Linked DNA regions of Mus musculus: region 2 is linked to region 1. The links are chromatin contacts, called in public Hi-C maps. All regions are on one chromosome and are shown on one strand. Each heading gives the region's core, a stretch centred on a gene start, on an enhancer-like site or on the middle of the called end of the contact. The rest is flanking DNA. Distances are from core to core; before and after follow the strand shown. Region 1 has its middle 6.6 kb from the start of Gm39675. Region 2 overlaps Nprl3 (nitrogen permease regulator-like 3).

The links. Hi-C and Micro-C count contacts between places; a contact is called where the count stands out from the background.
Region 2: a Hi-C map of the G1E-ER4 cell line shows a contact between it and region 1, with 3 times the contacts expected there. The contact joins two enhancer-like sites. A contact is called at or near these places in 1 of 484 Hi-C or Micro-C datasets (the G1E-ER4 cell line) and 2 of 115 datasets of contacts at active chromatin or transcription factors (double positive thymocytes and fetal liver).

Annotation. Positions count from the first base shown.
Region 1 is chr11:31,841,401-31,846,552 of GRCm38.p6, reverse strand. No RefSeq gene overlaps it. Among named protein-coding and RNA genes, the nearest start is that of Gm39675, 6.6 kb to the right of the region's middle. Within about 2 kb of position 3,177, at least 38 of the 459 cell types and tissues checked have an H3K27ac peak or open chromatin away from gene starts, as enhancers often do. A contact at or near this core is called in the G1E-ER4 cell line, where this site is marked.
Region 2 is chr11:32,249,526-32,254,612 of GRCm38.p6, reverse strand. It overlaps Nprl3 (nitrogen permease regulator-like 3), which reads left to right. Exons shown (of 13, transcript NM_181569.3): 4 at 664-738; 5 at 4,335-4,488. Among named protein-coding and RNA genes, the nearest start is that of Nprl3, 16 kb to the left of the region's middle. RefSeq lists enhancers at 3,362-3,638, 3,249-3,762, 3,244-3,809, 2,204-3,820, 2,755-4,063 and 1 more. Within about 2 kb of position 3,047, at least 56 of the 459 cell types and tissues checked have an H3K27ac peak or open chromatin away from gene starts, as enhancers often do. A contact at or near this core is called in the G1E-ER4 cell line, where this site is marked.

The sequences.
Region 1 (5,152 bases), core at 1,928-4,427:
GAGAGAACAGGGGCAGGTAAGATGTCTGAGTAGTGTGGAAGTGTGGAAGTCTGAGGACCTGAGTTGGATCCCTAGTGGAAGAACCAACAGTTGTCCTTTGTCCTTTGACCTGCACAGAGGAGCAGTGGTCCACATGCCTGCACTGCCTCCCACCACTGACAAACAACTTTAAAACTGTAAAGAGAGGATAAATACTGAAAGCGGCTCCCCGTTGAACACAACCTGCATTCACCTCTATCTTCTCACCTATTGTGTCCTCCGTCTACACTGCCCCAAAGAGGAGGCACGCATAGCTCTGACATACATGATACATGATACATGATACATGAGGGTCCATATATGCCCATTCCCCATATATGTTAGTTGTGTTTTGGAGACAATGGCTTTGCGGTGATAAGGGAGTTGTTCTCGGGGCATATCTGCCTGTCTGGCTCTTGTCCTTGGGTGGGACCAGACCTAGGCTCATCATTTTTTGCTTTATTTTACTAAGGATTCAAAGAAGATTTGGATCTGGTCTAGAAAATCATGTTCCTGACCGTGGTAGGTGGTGTGGGGTTGGGATAGGGAGGCAGGCAGGGAGAGTCTTATTTCCAGACTGCTTTCTAAAACCTAAGGCTTTGCATGACAAGTGTTTCTTCTTCCTTTGAGTCCTTAGAGCTCTTTCTCTAGCCCTGTGGGGCAGCCCTTGTCTCAGGTTACTCCTTACCTTCCTTTCCAAGCAGGAAGCTAGTTAAAGGCAGCTCAGCATCTAGTCCTTCTTTGTCCCCTTCCAGGCCCAAACTCTCACATTTCCTGACCTAGAATATGGGAGTAGGAGGCAGCGTATCATGTATGTCAGAGCAGTGACACAGCTTATCATGTATGTCAGAGTTGTAATGCACCACACCATGCATGTCAGAGCAGTGACACAGCTTATCATGAATGTCAGAGCTGTGATGCACCGCATCATGCATGTATGAGCTGTGACACAGCTTATCATGTATGTCAGAGCTGTGATTCACCACACCATGCATGTCAGAGCAGTGACACAGCTTATCATGTATGTCAGAGCTGTGATTCACCACACCATGCATGTCAGAGCAGTGACACAGCTTATCATGTATGTCAGAGCTGTGATTCACCACATCATGCATGTCAGAGCAGTGACACAGCTTATCATGAATGTCAGAGCTGTGATGCACCGCATCATGCATGTATGAGCTGTGACACAGCTTATCATGAATGTCAGAGCTGTGATGCACCACATCATGCATGTCAGAGCAGTGACACAGCTTATCATGTATGTCAGAGCTGGGACTGCTTCCTCTTTGGGACAGTTTAGATGGTGTACATGGTAGGTAGAGGAGAGTGGTGAAAGAACAGGCCACAGAGATAGCAAAGGTGAGACTGGCCTTGAGAATCAGCTTGCTTCTCCTTTTGATCTTTCTCCAGCCTCACACTAGTCTGCAGGTGCCCAGCCAAAGTCAGTAGGCAGGAGGGGGGGGTGAAAAGTGTGGGATCCAGCAAACTAAAAAGGAACAAGCCAGTATTTCCAAGCAGCACACTGGCATGTTAGAGGAATGGATCTAGGCTCTCTTCTGAGGTTACAAGAAGAAAGTCACTGACTCCAGGTCAGAGGATGAGACACTTAAGGAGCAGCAGGGCATCAGGAGCCCAACTCTGGAGTGATTATTCGACTGGGCTTTGTGAGGGGGCTCTTCACTGAGACACTAATATTCTGTGCAGTATGCACACATGAGAATGTGCAGTGGAGTTGGGGAGTCTCTGCCCTCAGGTTATATTACTTCTGTTCAGATCCCAGTACTTCTGCTTCCTAGCTGTCCCAGTTTAGGCATGATTCCTTACTCAGAGGAGTGAAGCAGGCGGCTCAATGGCCTTCGCTCAGTGTTTCTCCATGGCATCTCATCTCATTGACTCATGTTTCTGTGGTGTCGGAGTGGAACCCAGGGCCATGCACGTGCTAGGTTAATGCTCTACCACATAGCAGCCCCCCTAGCTCGAACTAATTCCTTTTACGTTAGGAAAGGCAGAGAGCACCTTCTGCTTCTGACCTACCTCTCACATGGGCTGGGACCATTCAGCAGAGTGGGGTGCCGCAAACTGGAGCCATATGTGTAGAGTTTAATCCTGGCCCTTCCCTTTTCAAGTTTGGTAACCTGGAGCAACTTGCCTGGCTTCCCCTTGCCTCAGTTTTCTAGTCTTGTGAGGTGGGGAGGACTTGGCCCTTTGTCTTAAGAGTTCTTAGGACCATGGTTCTTTGGAAGGAGATGGCTGATGCAGAGCAAGTGTCCAGCAAATGTGAGTTATTACAATGCTATGTTTCTCTGGCATTTTCAGATGACAGTGTTTCATGGTTAAACTGTCCCTTCCCCAGCCTGCTGCTGAGCCAGAGAACTCAGATCTGCAGGGCAGCAAAGAAACGCTTCTTCATCTTGCTGTGATGTCAGGAGGGCTCCTTATCAATAATGGAACAGTTTTTCCAGGAACCCAATCTAGAGAGCGCAGCACCCTGGCTGCTGCAGGGCCTGGCTGGCTGGTGTTCCGGGAAGACGCTGGGCAGAGAGGAGTGTTATCTTGGATATGTCTTGCCTGCTATGTGAGCAGAGGCGGGGCATGCCTGTCTTGAAACAGGGCTCTTCAGTGCTCCCACATTGTGCTACAACAGGCCCAGGCAGACAGCCCTATACCTAACCTGCTGTGTTCAAGGCACAAGACTGGAATCATTAGTGTGGCAGCCATTCTGAGTGTCCTCTCTTCCCTTGCCGTTCATCTCCAAGCCTTCTGAGTCCAGATGGCTTTGTTTCCAAATGGATCCCACATCTTCCCCTATCTTAGGACACAGAGCTCACTCCTGCTTGCCTTGGTGCCTAAAGCAGTGTCACCTTGCTTCCCTGATCTCTATGCAGCCTCCTATGTGCCACTTCAGTGCACATAAGCATGCACATCCGCACATGTATGCATACGCATGCAGACACAGACACACTAGCATCAAAGGCTCGTCTAAATACATTTTGATTTGTCACCCCCATGCCAGAACCTTCCAGGCCTGAACTCAACTTGATGTTCTATCTCTTTACTTGGACCCTGTGTCAGCCTCTGTCCACCATCATCCTATGCCCTTCTGGTCATGCTGCTCCTGCTTCCACACGTGTCCCAGTGTGAGTTAGTTCTAACCTTTGGACCTTCACCCTTGATGTCCTTGCTATGGCTGACTCCTATTCGCCACACAGCTTCTGGGTCATAAATAGAACCTTCCCAGAGGAACTTTCCCTTACTACAGTGGCCATGTGCTTTCATCTTTTCTGCCTGTTGTAGACCTGAACATTTTTACCGCAAGACTCATCTCAAGTAGAACCTGCCTGCTTGTTTTTGCTCTCTCAAAGGGAACCCCTTGGGGGCACAGGTCTGCCCCTCTTGCTCACTGCCATATTCTAATATCTCCAATCATCCCTGGCAAGTGATAGGAGCCAGCAGGTTGTGTGGTGGAGTTGGGTGTGAGCTGGCGTTGAATCCTGCCCTGAATGAACATGATGTAATTCTCTGGAGAAGATTTCAACCCCACTGCTTCCTCCCGTGTGAGCTTCAGAAGGCTCTTACCTCCCCCTGGGCTATTAAATGGAGATAGGAGTCATCCAGATTCTAGATACTTGGTTATTGTTTTTTTGTTTTTATATAGAGGCTGACAGACCCCATGTGCAGCGTTACCACCGAATCAAAAGTGTTGTCCCACTGCACCCTGCTTTGCACTAACAGGGATAATGCCCAGAGGATCTGCTTCTCTCAGCAGAAGTGGACTGCTCGGACTTTAGAGTTTGGGCTGTGGCTGCCAGGTTGCTTAGAGAGACCACAGCCATTTAACTATAAGCGTCTCTTCTGCACTGAGTGTCTGTCTTACAAATGACACACAGTTGGCTTTATAGGGTCCCTCTTCCTCTCACCAAACCACAGGAGCAACAAATTGAAAGGCTGCAGCTGTGAACATACACAGGCCTTGTTGGAGAGACTTCATCATCACATGTGAGGAAAGATGACAAAGAGGGTAAGAGGGGGGCAGCATGCTTCCCTGTACCAGAGCTGGTGGGGAAAGGGAAGGCCCAACATGATGTAACATTAAGGGAGCTGGGAGAATTTGGATTTTATGGCCATGAACATGCAGCTATAAAAACACTTTCAGTGTTGGCATTTCTACAAGAAAAATAATTTTCGTTATTGTGACTCTAAAGCACTCTTATATACTCCCCAACCAGCTTTCCTCAGTCCCATTGAAACAATTTACTTTATAGCCTTGAACTTGAAGTCAGGGTTGGTCTGCCTACAAAGCCAGTGAGGACCATCAGTTCTTAGGAGACAGTGTGCTGTGATGACATTTTATCCTTTAGCATGGTGAGGGCCATCAGTTCTTAGGAGACAGGCTTTGCCAGTGTGCTCTATGACTCTTTATCCTTTAGCATGGTGGACAAAGCACTTAACACAGTACCCAACTCACACCTCTGAGCATTAACTGTTCCTCAGACTTGTTGTTTCGTAAAATACACTTAGTACTGTGCTCTGATGCCCAATGGCATGGATTAAATTCCAGTGAAGGTGACCTTGAACACAGTCATGTTCCACCTCCCAGACCATGCCCTAGCTGTACCTTCTAACACAGAGCGAGGAGAGAAACATAACATGACATGACGTAACATGACATGACGTAACATGACATAACATAACATAACATAACATAACATGACAAACATGTGTGCCTGCCACACACCTCCCCACACCTTACAGCAGTTAAGTTTCATGGCATTCTTGGAAGGTAAGGTGGCTCCTCCCCAACTCACACACTAAGAAACCGAGTCTTGGCCCACTGCAGTAATTCACCATAGGAGCTAGAAATAGGCCAGGCTGGATTGGAACCCAGATCTGACTCAGGACTGTGATTTTCCAGAGTCTGGGATGGATTTGTAAGTCCTTGGTTCTTACCAAGGACTTAAAAATTAGGGGTCTGCAAGACCAACATTTGAGCTCTCTATCCATGTATCTTTCAAAAGGGAACCATAGCTGTTGTTTGTTTCTCTGTCCATTTGCTGGGTGTGGTTAATCCTGCACTAGGCCTTCAGCTTCTCAGCCTTAGCTGGTCAGGCCTCATCTGTAACCCAACCCATGA
Region 2 (5,087 bases), core at 1,798-4,297, 410 kb before region 1:
ATTTCCTGTAGAATTGCAGTGACAGTCAGGGATGGGTACATTTCCTGGGTGTTGTAGGGAGAGTTGGGACCCACGGTTCTAACTCCATCTCTAGGCAGCCCTTGTACTTAGGTTTGAAGGGTGGTCCCTCTCTGAGTGGTGTGTTTGAATGCTTTGGCATTTGTTACTGAGACTGCATGGAGGCCAGAACTGGAGAGAGGTATGGACTTGGTTCTGTAGCAAGACTGGCTGCCCCTTTGCAACAGGGCTGCTGGACACTCTCTTATCTCTAAATGTCCTGAGTCCTTGCCATGGTGGCAGGGGATGGGCACTCCTTTCTGTCCTGTTACTTTGGGCATCATCAGCTTTATTCTTCAGTCACTGAACTTCAAGCACAAGCCATTCTGCTTGTGGCACACGTGTGATTCAGCTGTTTGTGTGGTGGGTGACTCCTCTCTGAGCAAAAGCACTATAGCTTTCCATAGAAAGTCGTGGCTCTCTGCTGGTCATGGTGTCTTGCCCCTCTGATTCCAGTATTAGGAGCCTGAGGTAGGATCACTGAGTTCAAGACCAGCTTGGACTCATACTAAGTTCTAGGTCCCAGCAGTTCACAGTGATACCTGTCACAAAGAGACACATAAGATGCTGTGTGTTTTGATTTATTAGAATTATGCTCTTTTACAGGTCTCCAAAACAGATCCATCTCCAAAGCGGGAAGCTCCGACCATGATTCTTTTTAACGTGGTATTTGCACTGAGGGTGAGTGTTGTACAAGTGGTTAGGTCCGAAAGGAGGGTCTAAGGAAGAAGAGCCAGTGTCCAGGGAGCTCAGGCTGTGGGCATGGCACTTGCCCTTTTAGTAACGTGCCTGTGGGGACGTAGCTCACTGCTTTTCTCTCCTCCCCTTCCTCCTCCAACTTTTTTGTAAAATACATACACATAACAATATTTACTTTATTAACAGTAGTAGATAGGCTGGAGAGATGGCTCAGCAGTTGAGAGCACTGACTGCTCTTCCAAAGGTCTTGACTTCAGTTCCCAGCAACCGCATGGTGGCTCACAACCATCTGTAATGGGATCTAATGCCCCTTTCTGGTGTGTCTGAAAACAGCTAAAGTGTACTCATATACATAAATTAAATAAAATCTTAAAAGGAGGGGAGAGGAAAAACAAAACAGTGGTAGTCATAGAGCTCAGGGCCTCTATTACTAAGCTACATCCTTAGCCCTGAATGCTTCCCATTTTAAAGTGGATGGTGGCGCACACCTGTTATCCCAGCATTTGGGAGGCAGGAGCTGGAGAATTGCCACAAATTTGAGGCCAGGCTGTGCCACAGAATGAGATCCTATCTCACAAACAAACACAGATGAACCCTACACTCAGCTAGAACAGGTGGCACATTCCTATAATCCCAGTTCTTGGGGAACTGAGTTAGGACAGTTAGGAGCTCAAAGTCAATTTCTGCTACATAGTGAATTTGAGGCCAGTTTGGGCTACATGAGACCCTGTCTTTGTACCCCATTACTTAGTATACAATTTAAGTCAGCATGACTTGAATTGTCATTGGCTATAGAGTAACACCTTACTATATCATATAAATATCACATTACCAAATAATAAACAAAATGCACAATTTAGTTACACCTAGTACACGTGTGATGTCGCCATGTATCATTTACCTTGTTGATCACTGCTATCTAGATTCATATTTCATTTCTTAGCAGGAAAGCCATAAGAAGCCCAGTAGCAGTTTGTGTCTGTATTTCAGAGGGAATCCTAGGCCTCGTGACCGTTCTATTGTTAGATTTATGTTTACTTATGAGCGTGAGACAATGTGTGTGTCCAAGGACAGAAGAGGACTCAGACCCCTTGGAGCTGGACTTGCAAGCAGTTGTGAACCACCACATGTGTGTAGAGACAGAACTCAGGACCTCCTGAAGGACAGCAAATGGTCTTAGCCCCTGAGCCACCTTTCTGGCACTGTCTCTCTTTTTGTTTTGTTTCTGTTGAGACTGGGTCTCAGAATGTAACTTTGTCTGGCCTGGAACTTGCTGTATAGATCAGACTAGCCTGAAACTCACTGAAATCTACCTGCCTCTGCCTCCTGAGCATTGGGATTAAAGGCGTGGGCCACCGTGCCTGGCTTTTATTACTTTTTAAAGAAATGGTCTTGTATATCCCAGGCTGGCCATGAACACTTATGTATCTGAGGATGACCTAGAATTCCTGATCCTCCTGCTTCCACCTCACAAGTGCTAAGATTATAGCCATGTGCCTCATACCTGTCATATACCCATTCAGTATTCTGTTACAAGACATATCTGTAAAACAATAGTTTTATTTTATGCCATAATGCCCTTTTGAATCTGACAAGAATTAACCATGACAAGTTAGTATTAACTAGTACTTGGTCTGTTAAAGCATCTTGATTGAGAATGGTTTTCAGTTGGCCTGTATGAGCCAAGATGCAAACCCTGCTCTCTGTGGTGTTCTCTGTTTCCACTAGTCCTGCCACATTTCCCATGTTCAGATTTGTCTCATTGGGCAGACTTTCTGTGTCCTGCAGACTGGAAGTTATTATGAAGGTGTAGTTATATCTGGATACATGCTTTTGGGAGGCAGAAAGTCCCATGGATGACGATATATTAACTTTGGTGTTATTTCTTACCCTGTACTGTGAATGTTCACTTTGTTTGAGATGGTGTCACATAGGCCAGGCTGTCCTTAACCTTCCTATGTAGGCTTGAGCTTGATCCTTCTACCTCCCAAGTGATGGCATTATAGGGGTAAGCTACCATACCTAGCTGTAAATACACTTTTTGTTAGCATTCCCATTAAACTCTGCCTCATTCTAGGTGGCAGCTTTCTCAGCGTGTCCCTGCATAGCCTTGGGTGCTGAAGGCAGCAAACAAGACATACCAGATATCCCTTTAGTGTATGTCATTGAGCCTTATGGTGTGGGGGTGAGAACTACCTCGCACAAAGGGGACACTCAAACAGTTGGTCCCCCCCAGCTGCTATAGGGATGCTTTTGTACCTCAGCTAGTGGCACCTCCAGCAGAGAGAATGACTCACTGTGACTTCAGTCATTAGTCAGAGGAAAAGTTTGTGTCTAAGAGTATTCTCTCCCCGCTTTCTAGTGGAGTATTTTTATACGGACTCTTGTGAATGTGTACTTTGTATTGAGGCTATTGTAAATCAGCCCTTTTAGGACATGGTCAAGGAGATGCCCTGAGCATGAAGTGTCACGGCAGACGGCCTGGTGGCTGCAAGTCTGCCCAGGTTTTGCTTCTCTTTGTAAGTGTGTGGCTTATTGAGAATGTAGAAAGTCTTCCCAACTGCAGGTGTACAAGGTGTTGTCAGGGTAAGATTTTGACTTAAGGTAACAGGCACAGGGTCACTTGGCAAATAAACAGGATGGGAAAACAGCGTCAGAGGTCCTAATCAGTGGTACCATTTGTCCTTTCCTTTCTGACTCTGTACCCCCAAGTATTACTCAGCAGTCCTAGTGGCCTCTAGAAACTCTGAGTCATGCTTGGCTTAGTTATCTGCTCGTTCAAGCATCTCCATAGATCCCACAGTGGTCTGCTCCACCCTTGGCCTGGGTGTGTACACCTGCTGTTGACTATGGTCACTGATAGGTTCCAGATGGGTGTATGCTACTTTGACCTAGTTAGTGTAGGTATGCAGTAGATGCTTGTGAGAGACATGGGCCAGGAGCCTAGTGGTAATCTGATTAACAGATTAGCTAGGAATAATTCATCCCTGACAGATGTTTAGCAAATAGCATAACACTTTTATGTTGTTTGTTCTGGAACCGTGTGGCCTGTTGTGAATGAATTCCTATATACTATAGGCCAGACATGTTCATGAGTGGTCAGTGCACAACAGTGATTACAGATACCTCCAAGGTTTTGCTCAGGTCAACCTCTGTTCTGAGTGCTGTATGTGTTTGACTAGTTTCCTCTGCTTGCTAGTTTTCCTTCTTCAGATGATGACCAGTGACCCAAGATCATATCATAATAGGTGGGTGGAATCAGTGCCCTTAGCTGTCCCTTGATTTTCTCTACAGTCATAGCACAGTGGGAATGTGTGTTCCCCATAGAGGACTCCCATGGAGTCATCTCTGCAACCTTCTAGACAGTTGTTCCCAAGACTAGAAGATGAGGAAGTCAGCCAGCATGTATATAGGTAGGCTAGGAGCATGCACAGGGAACTCTGGGTGGCAGTTACTATGTAGAGAAACCTAGTGGCAAGGAATGGAGAGGGCATCTGTCATGGTCTATGCTTTTGTATTAGAGACGTATAAGTGTGTCTCTGCATACATATTCTGAGTGTTTGACCTCTGGTGTGCAGGCCAATGCTGATCCATCAGTGATAAACTGTCTACACAACTTGTCCCGCCGAATTGCTACTGTCCTGCAGCATGAGGAGCGCCGCTGCCAGTACCTCACTCGAGAGGCCAAGCTGATCCTAGCACTTCAGGATGAGGTGTCTGCTATGGCTGATGGTAAGTGCAGCAGCCTGCTGAGCTCGAGTCTGATGGCTTCTCTTTGTGTAGTATCTCTAGAGGACCAACTGGTCATTCTGCTTTGTTTTGAGGCAATTTCAGATAATGCTCTAAGTTGGCTCTCTAGTTCCAGGGATACTATTAAAGAGATCCTCTGTGCAGGGAAGGGCAGGCTTGCTGCCTGGTTGCAAGTTTGATCACATGCCAGTTCTCTTTGTGGACTTGGGGTATGCGGACAGTACAGAGAATCTCCATCTCCAAGGGCCTCTCCAACACCATAACACAACTGTCAGAAGCTAACCAAAGCTTTGGATTTGGTGAGCTGGGTACTGGAGAGGAAGTCCTTACTGTCTCTGTCAGTAAGCAGAGACTGGCTAGAGAAGTTACAAGAACTACACATTGAGCTGGTCATGACCAGCACAGAAAGTCTCTTGTAGGGGTTCATATATGAATCTGCTGTGCTAAATGCATGGGTCTGAATTGATCTCTCTAGGAATGACCCCACACATTGTTATATGATCGACCACCTTTCATTTAGGACAGAATGCCTGGCATTGGTTCTGCTACACAAATTTGTCCTGGGATGGGAAACTCAGGGA